4 separate regions of the Mus musculus genome follow, and regions 2, 3 and 4 are each linked to region 1. Evidence: chromatin contacts called from public Hi-C and promoter capture Hi-C data. All regions are on one chromosome and are shown on one strand. The core of a region is the stretch at or near the end of the contact, and the rest is flanking DNA. Distances in the headings are between cores, read along the strand shown.

Region 1 (6,251 bases), core at 1,496-3,995:
TTCAGGAGAACCTCTTTCAGACCACTGATGTCTGTAAGAGTGCCCGGCTGCTTTAGTGGGAGCTACTCTGATTTCTCATTGCCTTAAGCCACAGATAAGAAAGGCACTTTCCCTAACCCTCAAGAGACTGGAGGACCCAGGGAGTTTAGAGGTCTGGTGGGAAGGGTGGTGGGTGGTGGGGACGGCCTTGTAGAGACACGGAGACCAGGGAGGACGTATAGGATGTGGAACAGTCAGAGGATGGATGGGGGGGAGGGGGGCATAAAACCTGGAGTGTAAAAAAATAAATAAATAAGAGATTAAATTTAAAAAAAGAAAAGGAAGAAAGGAAGGAAGAAAGAAAGAAAGAAAGAAAGAAAGAAAGAAAGAAAGAAAGAAAGAAAGAAAGAAAGAAAGAAAGGAAGGAAGAAGAAAGGTGTTTTCAACAGGACAACCCAGAATGACTCCTTTAAAAAGGTGCACGCTCCCCTGGCACTTAGGCTGTGCTCTCTGTATCAGAGGCCAACAGTGACAACTGTTTGCTTTTCTGGAGGGTAGAGCTTCAGTAGCTCCTTACAGTGATGGCTAGCTCAGTGATCAATGCTCTAGAACATACCTCTTCAAAGGCAATGACACACATGAGGTTCTAGAAACGACACTCACCATCTTTCTGGACCGTGTTGTCTTCAGCAGGTGCACGGACACTGAGCATCGAGAAGCCACTGAGATCAAAGCCTTCCTGAGGACTGTCAGCTACAGCCAAAGCTTTGACATTCGGGAGACAGGTCTCACAATGCACGTGAGGCTTTCTCAGCTCAACACCCACTGCACACAAACCAATTAGTCTCATAAGTGGTTAAGGGAGAGGTATTTCTTAACGAAAGAATACACTGAAATCAGTACTTACTTAGAAGGTTGTTTTGGGGTATGTGTGTGTGTGTGTGTGTGTGTGTGTGTGTGTGTGTGTGTGTTTGGTTTTGAAGAGACAAGAATCCCCTAAGCTGGAAGTGTCAACAATGTGTGTCAAGTATGGAAAGAGTGTATTGAGTAGGTATTCCAATAAACACTGGTGTGTTTAAAAGTGGTCCTGTGAGCGCTGGCTGGTGGGCTTTCTGCGCCCAGACACTGGGGAAGGATGATAAGAATTGAGCTAACTAGCAGAAAAACAATCAAGCGAATGTGCTACCACTGGGGAGTGCTAACGGCAAGCCTTCTCGCACTGGAAAAGGGATGTATTTGGTACTAAGGCATCCTTTGCAAATTCTTTGTTCATCAGACAACGTCCTTAAATCCAGCCCTCTCTGTTGACTTCAGCAACAGCTAGGGATACTCCACTATGATCTAACTTAGCCCCAGACACTCTATTGGCTCCCTAGCACAAGATCTTCTCTTCTGGATAGAACGTGTACTTGTTCTCCCACCAGCAGCTAAGAATTTGAGTGTAGGCTAGAGCACAGGAGATGAATGCAGGCAAAGGGGTCTTATAGTACGCATGGTCTCTAGCTGCCATATTAATTGTATAGACTGTGAGTTTCCTGGTGCCCCCAAACGCAGAGCTTGATTGCCTGTTGCCCTATCGCTTTGCAAGCTCGAAACTACTTTGTGGGGCTGGGACACACTAAGAGACTCGGATTTCTGTAGGAAGGCTTGGTGCCAAGGTGCAGAGGGGCAACTAAAGGTCGTCTCTGAGTGAACTGGGTCGAGCGCTCATTAAAAACAGCATTGGCACCTTGGTCAGCACAAGGATATAAGAAGGTTTGTTAGTTTACCATCAAACTTGCGGCAACCAACACAATCCCTCTGAGGTTGTGAGAGTAAAACCAGGACCCCTGGTGATGTTTCCTGTGGGAACAAATAGATCCTGGAGCAGTAACAAACCACCCTTGATTAGTTCTTCAAGCACCTCCCTGGAGAGCAAGAGGGCACCGGCATGAAAAAAAATGCTTCAGAGCTCCAAGGAACCCCAGATACAGTTAAGGAGCCCACCTTGAAGCTGCCCTACTCTCGTGAGCACACCAAGCATTCCCACAGGCCTCACCCCGGTTCACCTACTGGGGCCGGAGAACCCGAAAGGTCGTCGTCTCACCAAGGACCATCTCTGAATGGATGGATGCCCCAGAGACCGTGGTCGCAAGCCCAAGAGGTCCCCGGCTGGAGCCCCGCACAGTGCGGAGCCAACCAGCGGCTCTTACCTGCCCGCGGCGCCTCCGGCAGCCCTTTGACAGCTCCCCCAAGCCGCCACTGGAAAAGTTTCCGAACTTCTTCGCAGCTCTCCACGCCCTCGCTTCGGGTAGATCCAAGGAGAGCCAGGAGAAGGAGACAGCGCCAGCCCAGACGCCAGGTGCGGGCATCCATCCTCGGTGTTCGGGTCGCGCCCTCCCCGCTGTGGTCCTCACTCTCCAGAGCACCCAGCATCGGCAGCGCGGGAGGAAGATGCGTGGCGGAATCTGGCAAGGGTTCGATGCGCAGGCGGCCACGGGAAGACCGCGAAGGGACCGCGGCTTCACCTGCAAGAGCTCCGCTTTCTCCCCTGAAGCCCTGAGGCTGAGACGCTGCACTTCTCATGCTTAGCATCGCCCGGGTCCCTCCCGGACCAGGGCGGGTGGGCGCTGCGCAAGCCGAACACGAGCCGGGGAGAAGCGAGACACGGCAAGCATCCGGCACTGGCCGGTATCGCTGCAGCCGCCTAAGGCTCAGCTCGCAGCCACTAACCTAGGCTGTGCCAGCCTGCGGAGCTCCAGAGCCCGGTTCGCCAACCCCGCGAACAGGCCACGCCCCTAGCCACACCCCCAGCAGTCCGCCGGCTCCGCCCAAGCCCAGATCCTGCGGAGCACAGCAAGCGCCGGGCTTGCGACCTCACAGAAGAGTCAAATTAATGGAAGGAAACTAGCCTTCTTCCTCCGGGTTGATTTCGGAAAGCATTCAACCGCTGAAACGAAAGTATGTATAAAGAGGATCAGAGAAGGCAGGAGATAAGAAACATGAGTTGGAAATAAGATGAAACATTTCTCTACAAATCAAGGTCCTCTATGCATAGGAATCTGTATCCAAATTTCATGAACTGGACCTTGGCAAGTGCGAATGGCAAAAGCAGGGTTTTGAGCGACCTAGTAGCACTTACGTTTCAAATTCTTTATGCTTTTATTTTTTTTAATGTTAAGCGTTTTATGCTTTTAGTGCTAGGAGGATTTTTCTGTAACATGATTCTTCTGAAAGAATTTAGAGCTCAGAGTCTCAATGGGAAGTTATCACATTCTTTATATCTCGCTGAAGTTCAGTTTATTCTAACATCATAGTTCACGTTGGTCTTATACCTTTCTGAGCTTTGACACCTTTGACAATTTGTTTTTAATATTTCTCAGAGAGTAACTAAGACAAAAGTGCTCGAGGGAGCTTCTCCCCAGGAAAATAGGAGAAACGAAAATACTGGGCAATTACAAGCTGAAAAGGAAAGTTTGTCAAGTTAGGCATGAGAAACCAGGAAGCAAAAGGCAGCCTGCAGTTAAGCCTAAATGAGTGACATGATCCGGGTCATAGCCACCTGAAGAGAGTACTTCTCAGCACCAAGAAGCTCTTTAACAGCATTAGCAGAAGGGACTCTAAATATCTTAACCACTTTAAGAGAATTTCATCTTAAGCTGCACCCTTGCCAAGACTCGAGATGAATAATTTCCAGTCTTAGCTAAGTGTCCTGGGGTTTTCTAATGGCCATTTGATATCAAAGGCAGCACTTTCAGAAAGAGATCTTGCCATGGCTGGGATGCTGTTTCAGAGTGAAATATTACCCACTTGGCTTTTGACATCATTCCCCGAATACTACAAATTATTTTCTTAGAAGTTTTCTTAGTAAGCAAGAATAGAAATCATTAGACACTTTAAATTCTAGGCCTTCAAGCAAGGTTTTACATATGTATCCTAGAAAAATAAAGGAACATTCATGACTCTTCAGCTCTGATGCACCATCAAGAAAGGCTTCTTGGAGGTCAGCTATATCCATAGGAATAAACAAGAGCAGCCACGCTCATCTATAAAATCCTTAAGTGCTAAGCAGTATTCCAAGTGCTGTATGGATTTCCCTTCATTCGGTCGTTACAATCACCCTATACACTTGTTATCACCAGTACTATTTTTCAAGTAAGTAGATAGGGACAGACATGTAAGATGGGTTTCCCAAGGCCACAGGCAGCGGGAACCAGGAGTCAAATCAAAATGTCAAAATCCAGGACAAGATTTCCTTAGCCATTTCATGTTTCACTTAGATGCTGACTCAGCTACATGGAGTAAGACTAAAGACTTTAATTAGTCCATCGGACTTTTTAAAATTAGAAAATATGTACATATATATCTTCTAGACTCCCACATATATTAGTATAAAGTTAACTTCTAATTTTTCCCCAAACATCCTTATTCTCACCAGAATCTCTCCATGTTAGAGCTGGCTATCATAGACCACTATAACTATAAGGATTCACTATCCAGCCTGATCCCTTTAACTGCAGTCTGTAAAGCACTTTCTCTAGAACAAAATCATAAATACTGATGGTTTGCATAGCAAATATTGATCGGACAGTATGATATAAAGAGGTCTGTTAAGCTTAACTAGGCTTAAAGAAAGCTACAAGCAAGTTCTCAGTGCTTCATACTTCCTTTCAACAAAACATGTGGGACAGCATACATGGAAACTGAGTAGGTCTTAACTAGAAAAATAAGTATACTTGTCCTGTATAAATTGTCCACATTTATAAATAAATGGCATATTTTGCTGATACCTTTATGCCCTCTGATTGCCACAATGAATGAGATAACAGTTGGCTTAGAAGGATGATTTTTCTCACAATATTCTTATGCCAGACAAACAAATCACTCGGTTTCTGAGCTGAGAATATTGAAAACAAGTTCCTGTCTTCCAAGCAGAGTAAGGTACCACTGTGGCTTTTATGGAGACATTCTTAGGACCGTCCGCACACACTGGACTGGAACTAGTCTTTGGCTCAGTTTACTCATAGATTCTATAAATGAAGCAAGGGAGAGTTTCAATACTTTGATATGTATAATGCCTCATTTTTTAAAGCTACTCCATGTGCAGTTATTGGATGTCTTTTGTGTTACAGACACTGTGCTTTGATTTCAAATATCAATACCCTCAGATAGGAAAACCTTGAAAGGGCCGTCATTTAAAATGCACCTTAATCATCTTCTAAATGTGGGGCTTCCCTAGCATTTCTCAATAACAGTTTATGGTTTGTCAACACAAGACCTTGTAAAGAAAGATAAAGAATTGCCAGCAGTGTAAGAGCAATGTGGTATTGGTGTAATGATTGCAGATTGGCCTGAATATGTCTTTAGGACATAGTGTACTACTCAATAGCCCATACTCTGTACTGGGAAATTTTAACTGTTAACATGAGACGACATAAAACCAGCAGAAGCAGAAGTCATAATTGAGAAACTGTCCAGATCTGATTGGCCTCTAGGTACACTTGAGATTGCTAGTCCTGATTGTTAATTAGCCCAGGCCATTGTGGGCATCACTGTTCCCTAGGCAGGAGATCCTGCAAGAGTAGAGCAAGCCAGCTAGGTACTGAGCAGCAAGCAAGTGTCCCCATGTTTATTCTCTCTCTACTCTTGGCTGTGGCTTTAAGTTCCGGCCTTGACCTGCCTGCTAGAATGGATTATAACCTAGAATTGTGAGCCAAATAAGCCCTTCCTTCCCTTAGTTGCCTTTGTCAGACATTTTATAACAGCGGCATAGAGAAAACTAAAACATGCAAAAACAATCAAAACAGACAAACAGAAACTAAAGCATGCTCAGAATCAGGTTAGGGTAGCCTCTGTACCCAAGAAATAGTAACAGTTAACACTGATTAAGGGCTTACAGTTATTATCTCCTGAAACAAACATTTCAACAAGTCTGTGACAGTAGTTATTACTCTACAAACCAAAAATGAAATGAAGGAAGGGAAGGGGTGGGAAGAGGGGAAGGGGGGGGGGAGCCGAGGGGAGGGGAGGGGAGGGAAGGGAAGGGAAAGAGATGAGAAAGAAGCAGAGAAGAGATTAAAAGAAAGATTAAGCAATTTTCTAAAAAAACACAAGTGTGACTGCAACCCAAATACAAGCCAAGCCAGTCAGAATAACTTCTGTGTCCCTTATCAACAGCATTCTGCTGCTGCTGCTGCTGCTGCTCCTGCTGCTGCTGCTGCTGCTGCTGAGCTAGACAGTGAACTTGTAGTTCTTTGTACTCGCCTCATACATGAGCAGAAGCCTGGTGCTTG
Region 2 (6,568 bases), core at 3,275-5,774, 160 kb before region 1:
TCCTTAAGGTCCTTTCTGTCATGAAGTTTTATCACAGTCATACATACCTAACTAACTCAGACAGCAATTACTAAACAGACCTCCACTACAAACAACCTCAACATTTTCTCCCCCTCTTCCCCCACATAGCACAGATCAAGTTAACCTTAGTACAGGCAGCCATACAGGAATCCTGCCTTCCTCAAGAGTGTCTGAGTTTCTTTAGCAAAAAAGAAAAAGAAAGAAAAAGTGACATTTGGCTGAGTTATTCTGAGTTTGTGGCTCATCTTTCTCTCAATACTTCTTCACCTATTTTCCATAGATTATCTACTGGTCTTGGTATTTGATATTTTTGTTCTCTTTATTAATGGCATCCGTCTTTGGAACCATCTTATTATTGGTATATTTGGAATTTAGCTTATAAGGTTATCAAATTTTATTACTGACATAGCAAAGTAATTTTTATTGTTGAACTTTTATCTGACTTTGGAAAAATTCATGAATTAATTTAGATAGTTGAAACACACAGCTTATTATACAACAGTTCTATTTGTGTTTTGTTGTGGTTGGTTGGCTGCTTGTTTGTTTTTGGCAACCACATACATTTTATTTCCTCTGCCTACCTACTTGTGTTAATACACTTAAGACGATCTTAGAGGGCTGCAAAGGTGGCTCAGTGTTTAATAGCACTGATTACTCTTACATAGGACCCAGGTTCAATTCCCAAATTGCATTTCAGAACAGCTTCTAATTCCAGTTTCAGAGGGTCTGACACTTCTTCTAGCCTACCTGGCATCAGGTATTCACATGGTACACAAACATGCATGCAGACAAAATACCCATACATATGAAATACATTTATTTTTTTTTTAAATCTTGCTAGAAGTTGTGATAGTTGGTATTGCTGATTCCACCCTACTTGAAATACAGTGCTTTCTCCCTTCTGCTATGAAATATGATGTTGTTGCTTTGTCACCCATCTCTGTCAAGTGTCCTTCTAGTAGGTACCATGCGTTTTGATCATAACGTATTGCACATATCATCTGTATAGTGTTTTTTGATACTGAAAAAAAATCTATAACCACCACCCATTGGCCTCATAAGATATAAAACTACATTAAGTTGTTTTGGCAATATTAAATCAAACTCATACTGGCCCAAATCTCATTCTTTCCTTTCTTCTCACTTAAAAATACCATTTTTAGGTGGTGAATATCTGGCATGTGCCTTATCTGGGATATGAAAGTCGGTGTCTTTTGTATGTTTGATTTTCTGTCATTGCTATCAATCACTTTTTGTGCCAGTTTGCTTAACTAGTAGAAGTTGTAATTTTTATATCCATAGGAAGTTTTTTTTTTTTTTGGTTTTGGTTTTGGTCTTGGTTTGGTTTTGGTTTTGGTTTTGGTTTTGGTTTTGGTTTTGGTTTTGGTTTTGGTTTTGGTTTTGGTTTGTTTTGGGGGACAGAGGTTTGAGAGGGAATATCAGAGAATACATTTCAACCACTGGAGTTGGCAATTGACATTTTCCAATGGATGGTCTCTACCCGAAAGAGAAGTTGCTTGTTTCTAACTTTCTAAGCACACTCTCAAAGAAGAGACACTTGGAGTCTGAACCCTTTTCTTGCAAGTCTACCCTCCAAGTTGCATCCCCTCTTCATATTATAATTTCCCACTCTTGTTTCAGCTCCTCAGCTGCCTCTTGGACAGAAGACTCTCTAAGCCAATATCACCATCCTGGGACTTATTTTTCCTGGACTGTGGTCCAACAATTCTGTCTTATCAAGCCAGTTTTTGGATGCCTTCAGGCAGCATTGTGCAGGTTAGAGAGTTCTTAATTAAACTCAGCATGAGCTGATCGAACCTAACGTACCCCTCATATCTGTCAGGGACCAGACCTCTGGCTGCATCTCAGATAGAAGAACTTCCTGTAATATTCAAAACCACATTCAAGAAAAGGGAATAATATAATGTTAACTAGTTTGATTGAAAGAAGTTTTAAGAGAACATCTTAACATTAAATTTAATTATGATACGAATATATTCATTAAAATAGCAATGCTCAATAAAATTCTAGAACTCTTAACTGATATGAAGGTAGGGTCCAGCAATAAGAGTATAAAAACATTCAGAAACAGTAATTATAAAGTTGTTGGAGACATTTCACATTAAAAAACAATATCATAACGCAAACCCTCCATTGCAAGAGCTTAAACAAGTAGTGCACAGAATGCAGGAGTGTATCACATAGAACCAACACAGCCTTCTATCTTGGGCAGGTAATAGATGGCAAACTGAGCAATAACTCAGACACCATTCTGTGCCCAGACACAACTGGGAGCAGGGAGCACACGTGTGGGAGTAATTAGTGTCAGTAAATATATAGCACTCACACAAGTGCAGGTGTGAGTGAACAGGAGCTGCAATGAAATCCAGTGATGGAGATCCGTGTGAGGAGATAAAGAAGAGGGTTCAAGCTCTAGTGAGAAGGAGCAAACACTTAGCAGCCCAGAGGACCTTACAGTCCCAGTCCCAGTCCCAGCGGGTATACAATGCTGGCACTCAGCAGAGGGAACCTCTAAAGGAGACACTGGGTAACACTGTGTAACAATCACCAGAGAGTGCCTGGAGATTCAGATTAACTGCAGGGCATAATGTAACACTTTTCAACTTTGCTTTGAAAAGTGAAATTTCTTTCGAAGCTAAGATCCATTAACTATACATCAGAAATATTTTAAAATAAACCTCAAAGATTAAAATGTGAAGTGAGGTGGAAACTTTAAAGGTTCTTTGGAAAGTCAGTTGGATGGTGTTTTACTGGGGCAAACAAGTGAAGGAACATTTCACTGAAGCAGACACAGGAGAGAGGATGTTCTCCTAAAGCAAGCACATGAAAGGTCATGTGGTGAGAGGTTCTTTGCTAACAGTACACATGCATTGGCCTGCCTTATGTTACGTAGTTGAGCTGCATTTGTTGAGAACTCCATAGAGTTCCAAAAATCTTAGGGTGCTGTGATGCAGTTTCTTACCCCTTCTACAGACTCAGGCTGATTGGATGCCCATGCTGAGGCCAGGCAAGTGGAGGACATGTGATGTTTGCAGGGAATAGGACCCCATAGAGTGATGGAGACAGAGCTTGGCTTGCTGGTACAGCTAGTTGTGCAATAATTGTGGGTCTTGAGTCTCATTGATCTCCACTTCCCTGAGAGAGGCACGGTCGAGGGAACTTCTCCTGGTGTCCCTCCAGGTGTTTCCTGCTGACTCAAGCTGAGGCTGAGGCTTGGCTCTCTCTGCTAGATCACGTCTGTTAGCTGTTGCTATCTCTATTGACTCTACCAAACTGGACTGCTGGTGCATCTCTGAAGTACTTTCAAGTGGTTCGAGCTGCCACTGCCTGCTAACCTGTGAACTGAACTGACGATTTCCAGACAACACAGATGGGAGTTGCTCCAAAGAACCTTTCTGAACAGGTCTATTTCCCCTGTATCTTTTCTTTCCCACTCCCTCTGATGGATGGTGGGCTACAAGGGAAGCTAAGGCATTTAAGAACTGTCATTAAAAGTAAGGTTTGAAAAAGACTAAAGATGCAGTAAAACCATATAAATAATATTAAAAGTCTTATAAAGTAAAAACTTTCCTAGAAGTAAATCTGAAGGAAATTAAAATAGGTAACAGGAAGAAGAAAATCACCACTGTAAAATACAGACTTCCAGCTTTGGGAACACAGCAAAATTTCTTTCGGGGAGATTTTCAGATATTAGTAATAAGACTTCCATATGTCAGAGAGATTTGAAGTGACAAGAGAAACAGTGAGTATGGAATTTTAAAATGTAAACAGTGTGCTATATAAGCAGCTCTGCATGAGAGACATCCAAGAAGCTACTCGTATAAAAACAAAAATGGTTACAATCTTAGTTTTTGTGAGCAAAGCACATGAGAACAGATAGGCTATGTGGCCAGGCTCAGGATTTCTTAAAGGTTCAGTTAAGGCTTTGGCCTAGGCTGTCTTTTCCTTCTTGGCATATGCTCAAGAATCTGCCTGCAAGAAGGCTCACAGAATAGATGGTAGCCTCTAAATCCAGCTACTATGGACAGCAGGTTTCAACCACTTGCCACATGGTGTCTTTTAAAGGAGTGTTTGAGCATCCATACATCAGAGCCACTGAGTTACCCCAGACAACTGCCGAGTTGAGAGAAGCAGGTGCCCTAGTGCCTTTCCACAAAAGCCACACGCTACCACTTCTGACTTACCTGCTTATTAAAGCAAGTTCCTAGTGTAGTTCAAACCCAACAGGAGAGAAATCAAGAGTCCATCCATTAAATGGAACGTCAAGGATTTTGTAAGCATATTTTACACTACCACATATATCACTAGTATGTTGGCATGTAGATCACATGTATCAGAAATTTCTGCAGAAGGAAGGAGAACAACACAAGTGTTCCCACCACAAACCAACAGCTTTGCAGGAAACCCGTAGCCACACCCTGAGAAGTGGAAGACCACAGCAAACATAGCAGCATCCTCTGTCCTGTCTGATAACTCTCACGACAAAAGACCTCACACGGCAAGGAGACACACATGACCTGGAGCTGTCTGATGCCATGAGACAAGAGGAAGGACTACAGTTTGCACTAAATGAAAAGCCAGTTACCCAGAATGCATGTGTAACCACCGTGAAATCTAGCGGTGCAGAACATCATGCTGGCTGCTCATCCAAGAGAAGGCATAAGTCCTACAGCATTTTCTTCTAAGAGTGAACTCCATTCCAACAAGGTCAAGACATACTGACTGAGAGAGCACTGTTGGGGGAGTCAACTCACTGGGACTTGTGCATAACGTACCTAGATGAGCGCAAATCAACGTTCACTGTTTCAATAAACAAATATTAAACCACATTTCCAAATTGAGTAAAATTCACTAACGGGCTTTTTCTCCCCCTTGGTGACACAGATAGGGGCTATATTAGAACAGATTAAAAGCAGATAAAGGCAGGTTTATTAGGAGGCAGCTCTTGGGCAGGTTCACTAATATCACAGATGGAGGTCAGATATGAGTGTGTATGTGTATATGTGTATGTATGTATGTATGTATGTATGTATGTCTGTATGTATGTGTATACATGTGTACATATATGTGTGTGTTTGTATGTACACACATATACATGTACACACATATGCATATACATATACAGGTACATTCATACACAAGTACACACACACATGCACATACATATACACATACATGCACACACACACAAACACACATACATACACACACACATACACACACGTGAACAGACACACACCACCACCACCACCACCACCTGACAGTGATGTGGCTAAAAGGAATCCAACTTCATCCAATCCTTTAGTTACTTATAGTAGAAGGATCCATAAAGTACCCAGAGGGAAAAAATGCAAGCATCTACTTACATTCTTTTAAAGAAAACACATACCTAAGGGGAGTCTCTCTACTCCCCCCCAAAATGAATAATGAATGAAGAACAGGTTGAATAAAGAATCTATCCAAAAGGAGGCATGTATAAATATGTCTTTTCACACGCAAAAACAATGAAAATGCAGATGGACCAGGGGCTTCATGTTGTTAAGCTTTCACCTGAACCTGAAGAATGCAGAGAGCACAACATGAAGAGTAATATATAAATGTAATATATTGACAACATTTTTCACTGTGGCTTCCAGTTGAGTGTAGCCAGAGAGGAGGCACCAGGAGCTTTCTCCTGATAGAGTGCTCTGATGCGGCTGTTTACCTTTGTCACATGTTTCTGGAAGGTGCCCTGCTGCACCATGGTGTCACTCAGCAGACTCCAGTAACACACACCTGCCACCCACAGGTGCAACATCAGCCAGATGCTGCTAAGTCCTCTGTCTGAAACAGGCTGTGCTCCCTCTTGTTGCAGCACACCTGTGAACCTGAAGTCTTCTCCAATATGCTGACATGGTGCTCTTGTATGCTAGAAATGCTCACTGACACAGAATGACCCAACTCTGTTTAAATAGCTTTATTTCTTTAGATTTGTCTTATTTTTCCCTACCTATGATTTCTCATAGTGTCTACATCTTATTTTTAGTTAATACTAATTTCCTTAGGTAAAACTGGATTATATTTGTTGTGTTATACAGTGTATCAAGAAATGCCTGGTAGAATTCTACACTGAGATAATTAAGGGAAATACTGCATGGCATGATCCTTATGGAATTAGAACACATAGTCCACTTTTCAGCTTTAAAGAACACCATACATAGTTATGCTGTTGGTGTGCAATGCCTCTTTTTAATTTATCCCTCCTCTCCCTCTGAAAGTTTGTACCATTTGACCAGTGTTACTCTGAAAGCCCCCTCGACCACTGCCATCATTTCCAAATACCCTTCATCCTATATTTTTTTGAATGAGAAAATTCAGGACATTTCTACTGATTACCTCTTGGATAATTATATGTCATTAGTTTTTATGTTAAAGAAATTATGCCTAAACTATTGGATTATTGACATATAAAATGATCTTCTCTAATACTTTCTGTTATTTGCCGTTTCCTTTATTCATTTTGAACCCTATTTGGCACTAAAAATGA
Region 3 (6,449 bases), core at 2,297-4,796, 150 kb after region 1:
ACCACATAGACAACACACAGAATTTTAGTTCGCTGTGTAAGAAACAAATATCCATGTCTTTATATGCATAGCGTCTTATTTCCTCTGGCCACAAAATAGCATTGTTCAATGTGCTCCTCCTCCAGGCTTGGTGTGTGTGTGTGGTGGTGGTGGGGGTTGTGTGAGCCTTTCTTAATGCTTTTCTCTTTGCCCCTCACTCTGGAGAAGGCAGTTCATGCCTGGATGGAGGGTGTTGTGAAAATAAGTTCTGACGTGGTGAGGAAGTAAATATGAACGTGTGGGGCTTTGTCAGAATGCATCAAATAGGATTGGTGCTCTTTCCTATTTCTCATGGGCGCTCCGTCAGACCCCGGGATACTCAGAGAAACCTAAAATTCCGAACATTCTGTAGCTTTCAAAGTTTAGGTTTCTCAGAAGACCCTTCTCGGAAGAAGGTTAGAGAGGAAGTGACTCAACAGCCCAAGCTGGAACTTAAAGAGCTCTATTTTCAGCGAGGAAGTCTCCTCTGTAGGGCTGTTTCCGTGGGACACAGCAAGAAGGTCCATCCCCTTTCCAGCCTCTGTAATTACGACGGAACACGGGCAGCGGGCTGTGTGTGTGATACTCGATTTAAAAAAAATTGCATTTTTCATACACTCAGCTGTTCTGTCTGGGTTTTTGTGCAGGGATTTCCCTTTGAGGCCAATCCTGATGTCAGAGTTTTCTGAAAGCGCTCGCTGTGACTGCTGATTCCTTGCCCTTAAGTTTTGGGATTCCATTGTTTCCCCTTATTGTCTCCGCTGGCTGCTGACTTCATTTTAAAACAGACATTTTTTTTCCCCCGAGCATTTTAAGAGTCACAGCAAAACTGTGCAGACACAACCAAGAATTCCTATCAGCTTCCTGTGTCTCACACACAACTCTTGCCTTTATCACGAGAGTGGGGCTTCTAGAACAAAAGAGGAAGCCAACAGCTGTACTTGCCCTCACCCGGAGACTGAAGTCTGGACTAGCGCTCACTTTCCGTGTTTGCTCTGCGGGCTTTCACAATGTTCTAAGTAAGACACATATGCATCATGAAATCATCATACGATATGCACACACACAGTCTGGGGAGGGGGAGTGTCTTCTGCCAGTTAAAGAATTAAGAAGCAGGAGAAATCTGGAGCAGCAGAGAAAACTCTAATGCTGCAGACAGCAACACACAGAATCGGCAACTGAAGAAAGACATTTATTGGGGTTAAGAACTATGGGTTTGAAACAGACACACAGAGAAAAGGACCCTCCTTCTCCAGAGCAGAGCGGGCCTTGGGGAGCCAAAAATTCCAGTCACCTTTTAAGGCCTTTTTTGTTGTTGTTGTTGTTGTTTATTTATCCTGGAAGAGTTTTTCTCCACTAATTTAGGGTTGGTCAGTTTGAAGAAAGATGGTAAGGTTGATTCACCCACAAGTATTGTGTAAGCAGGCCTGACCAGGACTTTCAGGGAGTCAGTCCAACGACAGGGGAATTACTGGTAGGAAGCAAAACAAAACAAATAATCAAAACAACCTGGCCCTTGGCCTGTGAAGGTCTGATGCCCCAAAGTCGGGCGAATGCCAGGCTGGTGAAGTGAGAGTGGGTGGGATAGGGGGTTTGCAGAGGGGAAATCGGGAAAAGGGATAACATTTGAAATGTAAATAAATAAAATATCCAACAAAAATAAAAACAAACAAACAAACAAAACCCCGAAACAACCTACAAGGCCTTTGCCTTTTAAACTCTAACAGGGGTGATCTTGTGGACAGCCTTTTCAGAGCAGACGTATTTTAAAGTTCTATTTATTTATTTTGCTGGGCTGAGTTTGTACCTCATTGCATGTGTATGCAAGTGCTCTACCGTGGGGTTATACTCCCAGTACCAATCATACCTTTAAAAAAAAGATAAAAAAGAATTCAATTCTAAATTACAGAATCTATTTGTAAATTCGTTGCTATTTTTAAGATAAAGACATCAGTGACAACTGCTTCTTGAAGAGATGGAGACAGCGCTACGTGTAATTTCAGGTGAAGATCTTGGAAAAGACACATTGTTGTACTGATTTGATGAACAGGTAGTTTCCTGCCTCCAGCTGCTGTTTTTCTGCATGAGACGCCTGCTGAGAAAAGAGACAAGCAAAGTTAACTTGTTTGAAAAAGTAACTAAAATTCATTATTTCTCTTCCCATCTACCTTTCTGCTGCCAAGAGCAGAAACTTTGTATCTTGGAGGGGAGAAGGTGGAGGGGACAATTCCCAAACATTTATCCTTCCTGATTAAGTTAGAGAACTAAGGTGTTTCAAACTGGGGCGCTGAATTTCAGTTAGTTCTTTTACATAAATCTGTGTTTATGGACACAATGGCCGCATTGAAATGAGGTGGCTGAGAAGTATACTTTGTTTCGACAGGTGGAACTCCCAGAGATCCTGTTAGGCTGTGCTTATTGGTCTCTCACGACATGGATGGTGGTACAATCACGTAATGGGAAGCTTTAAAATCTCACAGTGAGAAATCCATTTTGTTTGGCGCTGTCAACCAACTTCCCATGTCACCATTTGTAAACATCACTGTGGTGAAGGAAGCTTGAGAGTGAGTGCTCTAGGTAACTGTGGAAAGAAACATGATCTATAGGAGGTTTGCTAGCTGTTGATTCCCGAGTGTTAAATATGGCAGCCTAAGGCAAGACAGCAGAATTATTTAAAGAGAGGCTATATACAGAATGAATGAGAATATCAATTTTAATGTCATTGTCTGGAGTCAAACCCTGCTCTTTTATCATAAGACTGTGCTCTATTCTAAGAGGCACGCTGCTCATGCTTTTGAATTTATGCTAAGAATTTTGCAGCTGCTTCTTCTTCTTTTTTAATCAGTGGACTACTATTTGTCTTAAGAATACTATTCAGTGTTGGTTGGAGATGAGGAAGTCACAAAACTAGGGGACGCTGTTATGTGGAGAGGATGTGGCTTAGGAAACCTGTCAATCACAGTCAGGCCCAGGAGACCACACTGCTGCTCACCACTTCCCAACTTTATGAGCGAGCCGAGCAAGCCGTTTGCTGGAGAATAGCAGGTGGTGGCATTAAAGAAGCCACTCAGAGTGAGAGAAACGAAGGGAAATAGAGATATACACGCTCACACATGTGCTTAAAGTAAAAAAAAAAAAAAATCAACCTAATTTTTTTTTAATATGGTAACTACTGGTTCCTAAAAATGGAGAGTTCAATGATAGAAAATACATTATATGTAATATACACAAAATGTATTATGACTTAAAAATAAATCTTGTCACTTATATGGCAGATTAATTGGAAATCATAGATGGAAGACAATATTTAAATATGAGGGTTTTTTTTTTGTTTGTTTGTTTTGTTTTTTTGAGAATCACTACTTACTTCAAATCCTGGAATCTCTCATGTTTCTTTCAAATACAGCAGGGTTAAAAATATGTGAATAGCTGACTCAGTAATTTCTATATCAACTGTGGTTTAGAAGAACGTGCACTGAGGCACGTGACTGGTTGAGCCGTTGGGGGTGGGGGGATGGGGAGAGAAGGGTGTGACTGAGAGGGAGAAGAAATTGCTGGGCGTCCATGGGCAGGGGAGGATGAGCGGGAAGCAGCAGAGAAGATGGTGTAGTGCCCATTGGATGGAAAATTGTGGCTGTTTTGATGGTTAGAGGTTAGCATGCCCTTCTGAATAACTACCCCCAGTCAGCACATGACTGAGGGCCGCCCTGTTGAGACTGTGGGAATCTCTAGTCAAACGTTTGCTGCGTAGCTCAGAGGCTTGATTTCACACTGTTGAGAGCACTGCCCTGTTCTCTAGGTGTGGGGTAGCCCCTGCAGTGACAACCCGAAGGAACACAAATACACAGAACCGGGCACAGTAATGAACTTGAAGCATAGTCAAAGACGCCGTGAGGATGCAGGAAGCCTCTCTGCCCCCAGTCCCAAGAATATGGACATACTGTGTTCAGAAAAGTGTTCAATTTCTACACTTCCTGCCCTGGGTAATTGAATCAAATCTTTCTAGGTTTTAATAAACGAAGAGACCAGGTGACCTTGCGAACATACAAGAAGGCATGCTGTCGTCCATGATTGTATGTGAAACTTCAGAAAGGACTTCCTTGTCCAAGCTTTCAGTCTTTCAATATGCTTTGTATTTACATCTCTAAGCTCTATCTATCTATCTATCTATCTATCTATCTATCTATCTATCTATCTATCTATCTATCATCTATCTGTCTATCATCTATGTATCATCTATCTATCTATCTATCTATCTATCTATCTATCTATCTATCATCATCATCTACCAAATACAACTGAGTAAACTTTCGCTCTCTTCAGATACATCAAAAGAGGGCATCCAAAGCCTCGACACCATGTGGTTGCTGGGAATTGAACTCAGGACCTCTGTAGGAGCGGTCAGTGTTCTTAACTGCTGAGTCATCTCTCTAGCCCCCTACAAGTACTTTATACATATAGATCCTTTTTTTTTTTTTTTTTTTTTTTTTTTTTTTTTTTTTAAGACAGGGTCTCTCATTGTAGCCCTGGATGTCCTGGAACTCAGGGTGGCCTTGAACTTACAGAGATCCAACTGCATTTTGAGTGCTGAGATTAAAGGTGGGTGCCCCCACCAACTGCCATAATATTTTCTTATTTTATAATCATTATTACGTTTGTAGTATCTTTGAATGAGCAGCAGTTTGAAATTTTTTTATTAGATATTTTCTTCATTTACATTTCAAATGCTATCCCAAAAGTCCCCTATACCCTCCCCCTGCCCTGCTGCCCTACTCACTCATTCCCACTTCTTGGCCCTGGCTTTCCCCTGTACTGGGGCATATAAAGTTTGCTAGACCAAGGGGCCTCTCTTCCCAATGTTGGACGACTAGGCCATCTTCTGCTACATATGCAGCTAGAGACACAAGTTCTGGGGGTACTAATTAGTTCATATTGTTGTTCCATTTATAGGGTTGCAGATCCCTTTAGCTCCTTGGGTACTTTCTCTAGCTCCTCCATTGGGGGCCCTGTGCTCCATCCTATAGATGACTGTGAGCATCCACTTTTGTATTTACCAGCTACTGTCCTAGCCTCACAGGAGACAGCTATATCAGGGTCCTTTCAGCAAAATCTTGCTGACATATGCAATAGTGTCTGTATTTGGTGGCTGATTATGGGATGGACCCCCAGGCAGGACAGTCACTGGATGGTCCATCCTTTCGTCTTAGCTCCAAACTTTGTCTCTGCAACTCCATCCATGGATATTTTATTCCCTATTCTAGGGAGGAAGGAAGTATCCACACGTTGGTCTTCCTTCTTGATTTTCTTGTGTTTTGAAAGTTGTATCTTGGGTATTCTAGGTTTCTGGGCTAATATCCACATATCAGTGAGTGCATATCAAGTGACTTCTTTCATGATTGGGTTACCTCACTCAGGATGATATCCTCCAGATACATTTGCCCAAGAATTTCACAAATTCATTGTTTTTAATAGCTGAGTAGTACTCCATTGTGTAAATGTACCATATTTTCTGTATCCATTCCTCTGTTGAGGTACATCTGGGTTCTTTCCAGCTTGTGGCTATTATAGATAAGGCTGCTATGAACATAGTGGAGCATGTGTCCTTATTACCAGTTGGAACATCTTCTGCCCAGGAGAGGAATTGATGGAACTACCGATAGTACTATGTCCAGTTTTCTGAGGAACCGCCAGACTGATTTCCAGAGTGGTTGTACCAGCTTGCAATCCCACCAGCAATGGAGGAGTGTTCCTCTTTCTCCACATCCTTGCCAGCATCTGCTGTCACCTGAATTTTTGATCTTAGCCATTCTGACTGGTGTGAGATGGAATCTCAGGGATGTTTTGATTTGCATTTCTCTGATGGTTAAGGATGCTGAACATTTTTTCAGGTGCTTCTTGGCCATTCAGTATTCCTTAGGTGAGAATTCTTTGTTTAGCTCTGTACCCCATTTTTAATGGGGCTATTTGAAATTCTGGAGTTCAGCTTCTTGAGCTCTTTGTATATATATATGATATTAGTCCCCTATCAGATTTAGGATTGATAAAAATTCTTTCCCAATATATGTTGGTGGTCTTTTTGTCTTATTGACTATGTCTTTTGCCCTACAGAAGCTTTGCAATTTTATGAGGTCCCATTTGTTGATTCTTGATCTTACAGCACAGGCCATTGCTGTTCTATTCAGGAATTTTCCCCCTGTGCCCATATCTTCAAGGGTTTTCCCTACTTTATCCTCTATAAATTTCAGTGTCTCTGGTTTTATGTGGCGTTCTTTGATCCACTTAGACTTGATCTTTGTACAAGGAGATAAGAATGGATCAATTCACATTCTTCTACATGATAACCGCCAGTTCTGCCAGCACCATTTGTTGAAAATACTGTCTTTTTTCCCATTGGATGGTTTTAGCTCCCTTGTCAAAGATCAGGTGACCAT
Region 4 (6,222 bases), core at 1,125-3,624, 230 kb after region 1:
CTCCAATATCTATTTTATCTATTTCCCCTTTCAAGTGAGATTCAAGCATCAAAACAACTCTGTGATTCCATCTTATATCTGTCACAATGGCTAAGATCAAAAATTCAAGTGAGAGCACATGCTGGGAGGACATGGAGCACGGGGAGCACTTCTTCATTCATTGCAGGGGGATGTGGAGCACGGGAGCACTTTCTCATTGCAGGTGGGAGTGCAAACTTGTACAACCACTTTTGAATATATAAACATCTTCATGCTCTCTGGGTAACAAGTAACCAGGCAGATATTACTTAAGCGGACAAGCTTTCGATTATTATGATTCAAAAGAGTCTAGCTATGCTCATCCTGCTGAAAAGGTACTTACTTTAGTCTCTGCTGTAATCCTGGTATGTATGTGTGTATGTAAGACGTATGAATGTATGCATATGTAAGATGTATTATTGTGAGGAAGGGTCTTACTCAGTAGATTTGGCTGAGGTAAACTCTTTTTTTTTTCCTATTTTATTTTATTTTTATTAATCATTCCATTCGTTTACATCTCAAATGATATCCCACTTCCTGGTTACCCCTACACCAACTCTCCTTCCCACATCTGCCCTACTTCCCCCCCTTTGCCTGTATGAGGGTGCTCCTCCACCCACCCACCCTCTCCCACCCCACCGCTCCAGCATCCCCCGATGCTGGGGGATCAAACCTCCCGGGGACCAAGGGCCTTCCCTCCCTTGCTGTCAGACAAGACCATTCTCTGCTACACATGTATCTGGAGCTATGGATCTCTCCAGGTACACTCCTTCATTGGTGGTCTAGTCTCTGGGAGCACTGCGTGGTCAGGCCAGCCTGTGTTGTTCTTTGAGGTAAACTCTTAGTCCTCCTTCCTCAGCAACCCCAGACTCTACACTTTGGTTAATCTCTCCTCTCCTCTCCTCTCCTCTCCCCTCCCCTCCCCTCCCCTCCTCTCCTCTCCTCTCCTCTCCTCTCCTCTCCTCTCCTCTCCTCTCCTCTCCTCTCCTCTCCTCTCCCCTCCTTTCCTCTCCTCTCCTCTCCTCTCCTCTCCTCTCCTCTCCTCTCCTCTCCTCTCCTCTCCTCTCCTCTCCTCTCCTCTCCTCTCCTCCCCCTCTCATTACTTCCTCTCCACTCCTTCCTCCTCCTTCCTTTTCCCTCTCTCTCCTCCCTTCTCTTCCATCCCTCCCCCTCCCCTTCCTTCCCCCCCTTCCTCTTCCCCACCCCTCCCCTCCCCTCTCTGTCTCTCTAGACCTAGACATTTAATAATGTGTTTCTTTTTAATCCTATCATTTGTCTAAAAAAATAGTTTTATTGTATGTTATGTATTATGTATGTGTCTGCCTGTCTTTGTGTCTGTCTGTCTGAGGCCTTACTTGTGCCAAGTGTCAGTTTTCATTTTTTTCTTTTCAGTGTGAGATCTGAGGACTGATAGCAGATGACAGAGGTCTAAATTGTGTTTTAAGAAGATAAGCTCCTTTTTAAGAAGAGGAGGCCATGAGGTTGGTATGGGACTGTAGGGAAAATGGAACTGGGGAGGGGGGAGTGAATTTGATCTAAATACATAGGACATGCATATGAAATCACCAAAGAGGAAGTCAACTTAATAAAAGAAGGTGAGCACTTAAAATTCAATTGCTTGTCACCAACCAGCAGCGGGTGCTAAGGAGACAAGACTAAATGAGACTTAGGACTTAGAATTAAATCTGATTCATTCCTGGGGACTCAGGGTTTCCAGCTTGTTTACTGCTGGAGTTGGCTGCCTCCCCTGTCTGGAAGGGAGCTGGCCCAGCACTCTGCTTTACTTCAGTGTTTGCACAGATTCACCTTTGACTCACCGCTGATAAGATCACTGCATTTCCGTGGAGACAATCAGCCCAGCCCCTGGTTTGATGGAGGGCTGGTGGGCTCGCAGCTGGGACACATTGATTGCTGCTTGCGGGGGCGGGGGGGGGGTAATGGCAGGGGTGTAAAGTGTTGAAAGTGCGATTAAAAAGAAAAAAAAAACTTCCAACTTTCCTACCTCTTGCTACAACACATTTTAAATCGAAGAAAGTAAAATGTTTTGACACATGTGGTCAAGTGCTTACCCTGCAGTGCCGAGACTCCCTGCAATCTACTGGATGGACCTTAAAAGACCAAAGCCTGAAAGGTCCCCCTGAATGATTTCTCTTTTCTGTTGTTTAAAAGTTTCCTTTTTCTGGGCTTGAGAATCAGCAAACAAAATACTTCAAACATTTACGTGACTTCTGCTGGGGTTCCTTTTGTTGTAGGTAGTAAAAAAGAAAAAAAAAAAATCGAGGGAAACAGAGAGGGTCATGATTTGCCAAAGGTTAAAGATCACAATGAGTGACTGACTCCAGAGGCCACGAGGTCAAAGGTGCAACTGGAATCCCATAACCTCTGCTTCACATTTTACATTAGAGGGGCCAGCAGTGCTTTCTAACTTCTGTGAAAGAACCCTTCTACACATGTTCACAGTTGGCCTTGAAAAATTACTTGAAAACGATTCTGCCCAAGACAATCTTTCCCCTTGAAACCAAGTGGCAGGAAACAGACTTTTATAGAAACTGAACGGGTCCTCAGCCGTTTATTTGTATTTGATGCTGGAAGAGGAGGAAGTACCAGAGATTAATATGTGTTTTTAAATGGAAAAAATAAAAATCATTTTTTTAGATCAAAATCTGGACTGAGAAAGAACATTTATCCCCCCCCCCCCCACCCCCCATTTCAGTCTCCTGTGCATTTCTGGACTTGCCTAAAATTCTGGTTCTGCGTTTTGGAGAACCACAAAGAGCAAGGCCTCCGGCACCACTGGTGGGTCCCGTTTGGGACACATCTTCATGCTGAGACTTTACAGAAATCATTCTAGTGCACTGCGTTCCCCTTTTATCTGATTTAAGACAACAGAGACCTTGACGATGTGAGGGCCACTGTTTAGGTCAGATTTTCTGTGGCAACCTTATGACGGTTGGAGGCTGGAGATGGCACAGCTACAGCACGTGGGGCTGAGGCAAAGGACAGAGCCTCGCCTTTCAGCTCCATTGCTTTCTAACCCCTCATGAGCACTTAATTCCTCCCGGAGAAGGAACCGGTCATGGCGTAGGATCCTGTGGCCCGTGAAGGGTAATTGGATAACATCTTTTGAAAGATTTACAAGGCTGCCAAAGATTTGGCCAGCTTTAAACCTGATTGATTCAGTGTGAAAAGATCGGGACAATTCCGACCTAAAAGTTTAAAGACAAACCTTCCCGTGAAAGCATAATTTAGGACCCGCAATAAATTTGTATTGAAAACAGCACATAGACGCACCCAGTACATTGTAAGTTAGCATGATGTTAAAGGACTTTGCTCTCTATCTTAAATCCTCTAAAGAATCAAGCTTGTCCCTCAGATACCTCAATAATGACGTATTTCAGTTCTTACAATTTATTTTTCCTCCAAGATTTCCTTAAAGAAAGACACAACTAGCCAACTGCTTTATTTTCCTACCCAGGTTTACATCCTGCTAATGCAGACATTCACGGAATTTATACAGGTTTCATTTCATTAGGTAAAAGGCAGACCAAGTTTTTCCTTAGCCAGTGAAAGTGGGTCAAATAAATTTGTCCCACATTTTAATTTTTCAAAGTACTTATTCTCATCATATATTAATTTCCATCTTGACAAAATATATCTACTTCTCATTAGTACGATATTTTTGTGGATAGGCTCCACTGCTTTTGATGACTCACACAAATTAATGATTAAACATCTTCCAGCTAATTACTCCGGGCCATTAATTATTTATCTGGATCTATAAGCCTGTCATTCTATTAACCTCCATTTCCTGTTGCCTGTTTGAAAAGTGGCAGGTTCGAAGAAAGGGAAACACAAAAAATTCCAAATAAATACAAGTAAGGAGAGTACACATGTCTTTTCTCTTTCCTTCATTATTGAGGAAATTGGAACTATGGTATTTAAACACAGGTTTATTTGTGTTTAAACAATGGTCCTTTTGTGACACGCTGATTGACTGCTTTCCTCCTCAGATTTCCTCAGGTTGGAAGGATTTAGCGGGAGGACCCGTCCATTTGCCTCTTACCTGCAGTTGGAGGGAGGCCTCTGGAAGCTTTGTTCTGTCTCAGACATTTAACAAAGGAATCTTGATTGATGGACGCTTGTGTCGCTAGACATTTACCAGGGCCCAGGGATGATTTTCTGGGTAGATTTATTAGAACACCAATTTTCCAACAAATTGTGAACTTGCATTCTTCCCGTTGTCAAAGACAAAGAACAGTGACGTTAAGAAAAGAGTAGTTAAATTATGAATTAAGACATATTCAGAGGAAGGTCTTCTGTAGGAAAAACAGGGAAAACAAAGGTTTGGGGAAGGAAGGAGGGCAACGCTGTAGACGCTCACATTACTTTGCTGAGGAATTAGGCAATCATTTGGTTCAAGCTTCCCCGTTCCACATTCTAACCAGAGTTAAGTGTTAAGGAGGTAATTTAATCACTCGCCTGAGAAGCCTCCCTGTTTTGTGAATTAGAAGAGTGTCCCCCTTTTATTGGAGTCATCGGGGTCAAATAAATTCAGATGTATCAACTTGCAGGTGGTGGTCAGTGTTCTCTACAGAATTCCCTGCTCCTTAAGAGTTCTCAAAGCTTTTCCTTACAACATTGCATGCACTTCGTAAGCTGGAAATTGTTAAAGAAAGGAAAAATATCCCAGAAAAATCAGCGATCAGCAGCTGACAAGAATATATGTGTTTATATCTATATACATACATCTATGCATATATGCACAGACACATATATGCACATATGTGTATACATATATGTGTGTGTGTATACATATATACACATATATGCATATGTATCCTACAATAAGAACAATGACGCTTTTAGGAATGCTGATTTTTGGTTCTAGTGCCATCTAGTGGTAAGGTATCGGAAGACCGTGTGCAAGAGGCCTGACAGGTCATTACTGCCTAATGACTGATATTCTTCGAAATTTTGGTGTTATAAAAAATAATAAAACAAAAACGCTAAAAAAACCCCCAAATCCCCAAACCCTATCAATTTTCTTAGAGAAAACAGTATTGGAAACCCCATTAGTGAAAGGCTTAAGAGCAAAACCTGTTTGTTGAATTGTGTTCACATTCCACATACTCTGTCAACCTCCCTTTACAGTATGGCTTGAAACACTTCTTTCCCACGAGCTTTTTTCTCAGCAGCTGGGTCGATCAGCCCCTCAACATTGCTCACCCTCTTTGCTCATGTTATCTGCCTGCCCAGAGTGGATACTGTCACTGATTTGGACATTTCTAGGGGGGCTGCATTCAACTGGATCCAAGGTGGCTTACTGTATTTTCAGAATCAGAAAGTGCTGTTACCCATCAAACCCACACTTGCAGCCACATACCTCAGTGCTAAATGCAAGTGGAGGTTCAGCACCCAGACTTCGATGCATGGTGATCTGGACTCAAACTCTGACTTTTCAACTTCCTAACTAGGTCCCCTTCGCACATGCATTCTCTGCCTCCATTTCCATGAATCAGATTATATGTGTGAAGGAACTTACAAGGGTGCGTAACTCCTGCTTTGCAGGCATTTGCTTTCTTAGCATTGGAGGTCACTGTCACAGAGTGATGGTTGCCAGTAATGGTAACGCTTGAAAAAAGTGTATTGAACGATATGCCTAACTGGATACATATGGGTAACATGCCATGGGATGCTAGAAAGTGTTCCACACTATGTGCAGTTACATGCCATATACGGGTATATTCTCTGTCTACATGGCTGTAATAATATTCTGACTGAGGCTGATACTTCATGAGGTGCAACAGTCTAGGTGACTTTGGATAACTTGCCACTACCTAAACACGTAACTGCAATAATCCTTTTCAATATAACAACTTTGATTACATATTTAGGGGCTAGGAAAGGGATTCTCAACTCAAAATCTTTAATAATAATAATAATAAAACCAATATGCCTAACTGGGGTGTGTAATTGGGGGAAAGCAAACCCTGGAGATTATGCAGTGGAGCCAAAGGAGGAGAATGTGAAGTAAAAGATGGAACCAAGAAAGAGTAGCATGCTGGAAACAAAAGAGGCAAACCAAAGGGGTTTCTGGACTACAGAGAGCACACACTCCTCTTGTAATGTTTCTGATACACGTTGTCACAAATGTAAAAAGAAAGCAAATTCACTTTTAATCCTTTATTGTATCTGCTATAATTA

What was found. Promoter capture Hi-C pulls out the DNA fragments that hold promoters and counts their contacts. Hi-C and Micro-C count contacts between places; a contact is called where the count stands out from the background.
Region 2: a contact with region 1 is called in a Hi-C map of LSK cells, with 1.8 times the contacts expected there. The contact joins the enhancer-like site here to the promoter of Gpc5 in region 1. A contact is called at or near these places in 3 of 39 promoter capture datasets (embryonic stem cells, hematopoietic stem and progenitor cells and pre-B cells), 2 of 484 Hi-C or Micro-C datasets (LSK cells and pre-megakaryocyte-erythroid progenitors) and 4 of 115 datasets of contacts at active chromatin or transcription factors (DN3 thymocytes, the SCID.adh cell line and embryonic stem cells).
Region 3: a contact with region 1 is called in a promoter capture Hi-C map of pre-B cells. The contact joins the promoter of 1700100I10Rik here to the promoter of Gpc5 in region 1. A contact is called at or near these places in 2 of 39 promoter capture datasets (neutrophils and pre-B cells) and 1 of 484 Hi-C or Micro-C datasets (pre-B cells).
Region 4: a Hi-C map of liver shows a contact between it and region 1, with 1.7 times the contacts expected there. The contact joins the enhancer-like site here to the promoter of Gpc5 in region 1. A contact is called at or near these places in 6 of 39 promoter capture datasets (the C10 cell line, the HPC-7 cell line, hippocampal neurons and 3 more) and 3 of 484 Hi-C or Micro-C datasets (liver, nephron progenitors and pre-B cells).

The regions. Positions count from the first base shown.
Region 1 is chr14:115,088,709-115,094,959 of GRCm38.p6, reverse strand. Gpc5 (glypican 5) reads right to left here and starts at 2,745. Exons shown (of 8, transcript NM_175500.4): 1 at 2,172-2,745. The coding sequence starts at 2,334.
Region 2 is chr14:115,248,662-115,255,229 of GRCm38.p6, reverse strand. The region is part of intron 2 of Gpc5 (glypican 5); the gene reads right to left. Among named protein-coding and RNA genes, the nearest start is that of 4930505G20Rik, 160 kb to the left of the region's middle. Within about 2 kb of position 4,524, at least 28 of the 459 cell types and tissues checked have an H3K27ac peak or open chromatin away from gene starts, as enhancers often do. A contact at or near this core is called in DN3 thymocytes, LSK cells, the SCID.adh cell line and 1 more, where this site is marked.
Region 3 is chr14:114,943,045-114,949,493 of GRCm38.p6, reverse strand. 1700100I10Rik (RIKEN cDNA 1700100I10 gene) reads left to right here and starts at 3,546. Exons shown (of 2, transcript NR_126551.1): 1 at 3,546-3,670. Gm31072 (predicted gene, 31072) reads right to left here and starts at 3,475. Exons shown (of 3, transcript NR_168699.1): 1 at 3,386-3,475; 2 at 1,886-2,113; 3 at 1,198-1,489.
Region 4 is chr14:114,853,488-114,859,709 of GRCm38.p6, reverse strand. 4930524C18Rik (RIKEN cDNA 4930524C18 gene) reads right to left here. Exons shown (of 6, transcript NR_045661.1): 4 at 4,082-4,674; 5 at 2,088-2,258. Among named protein-coding and RNA genes, the nearest start is that of Gm31003, 8.7 kb to the left of the region's middle. Within about 2 kb of position 2,374, at least 37 of the 459 cell types and tissues checked have an H3K27ac peak or open chromatin away from gene starts, as enhancers often do. A contact at or near this core is called in liver, where this site is marked.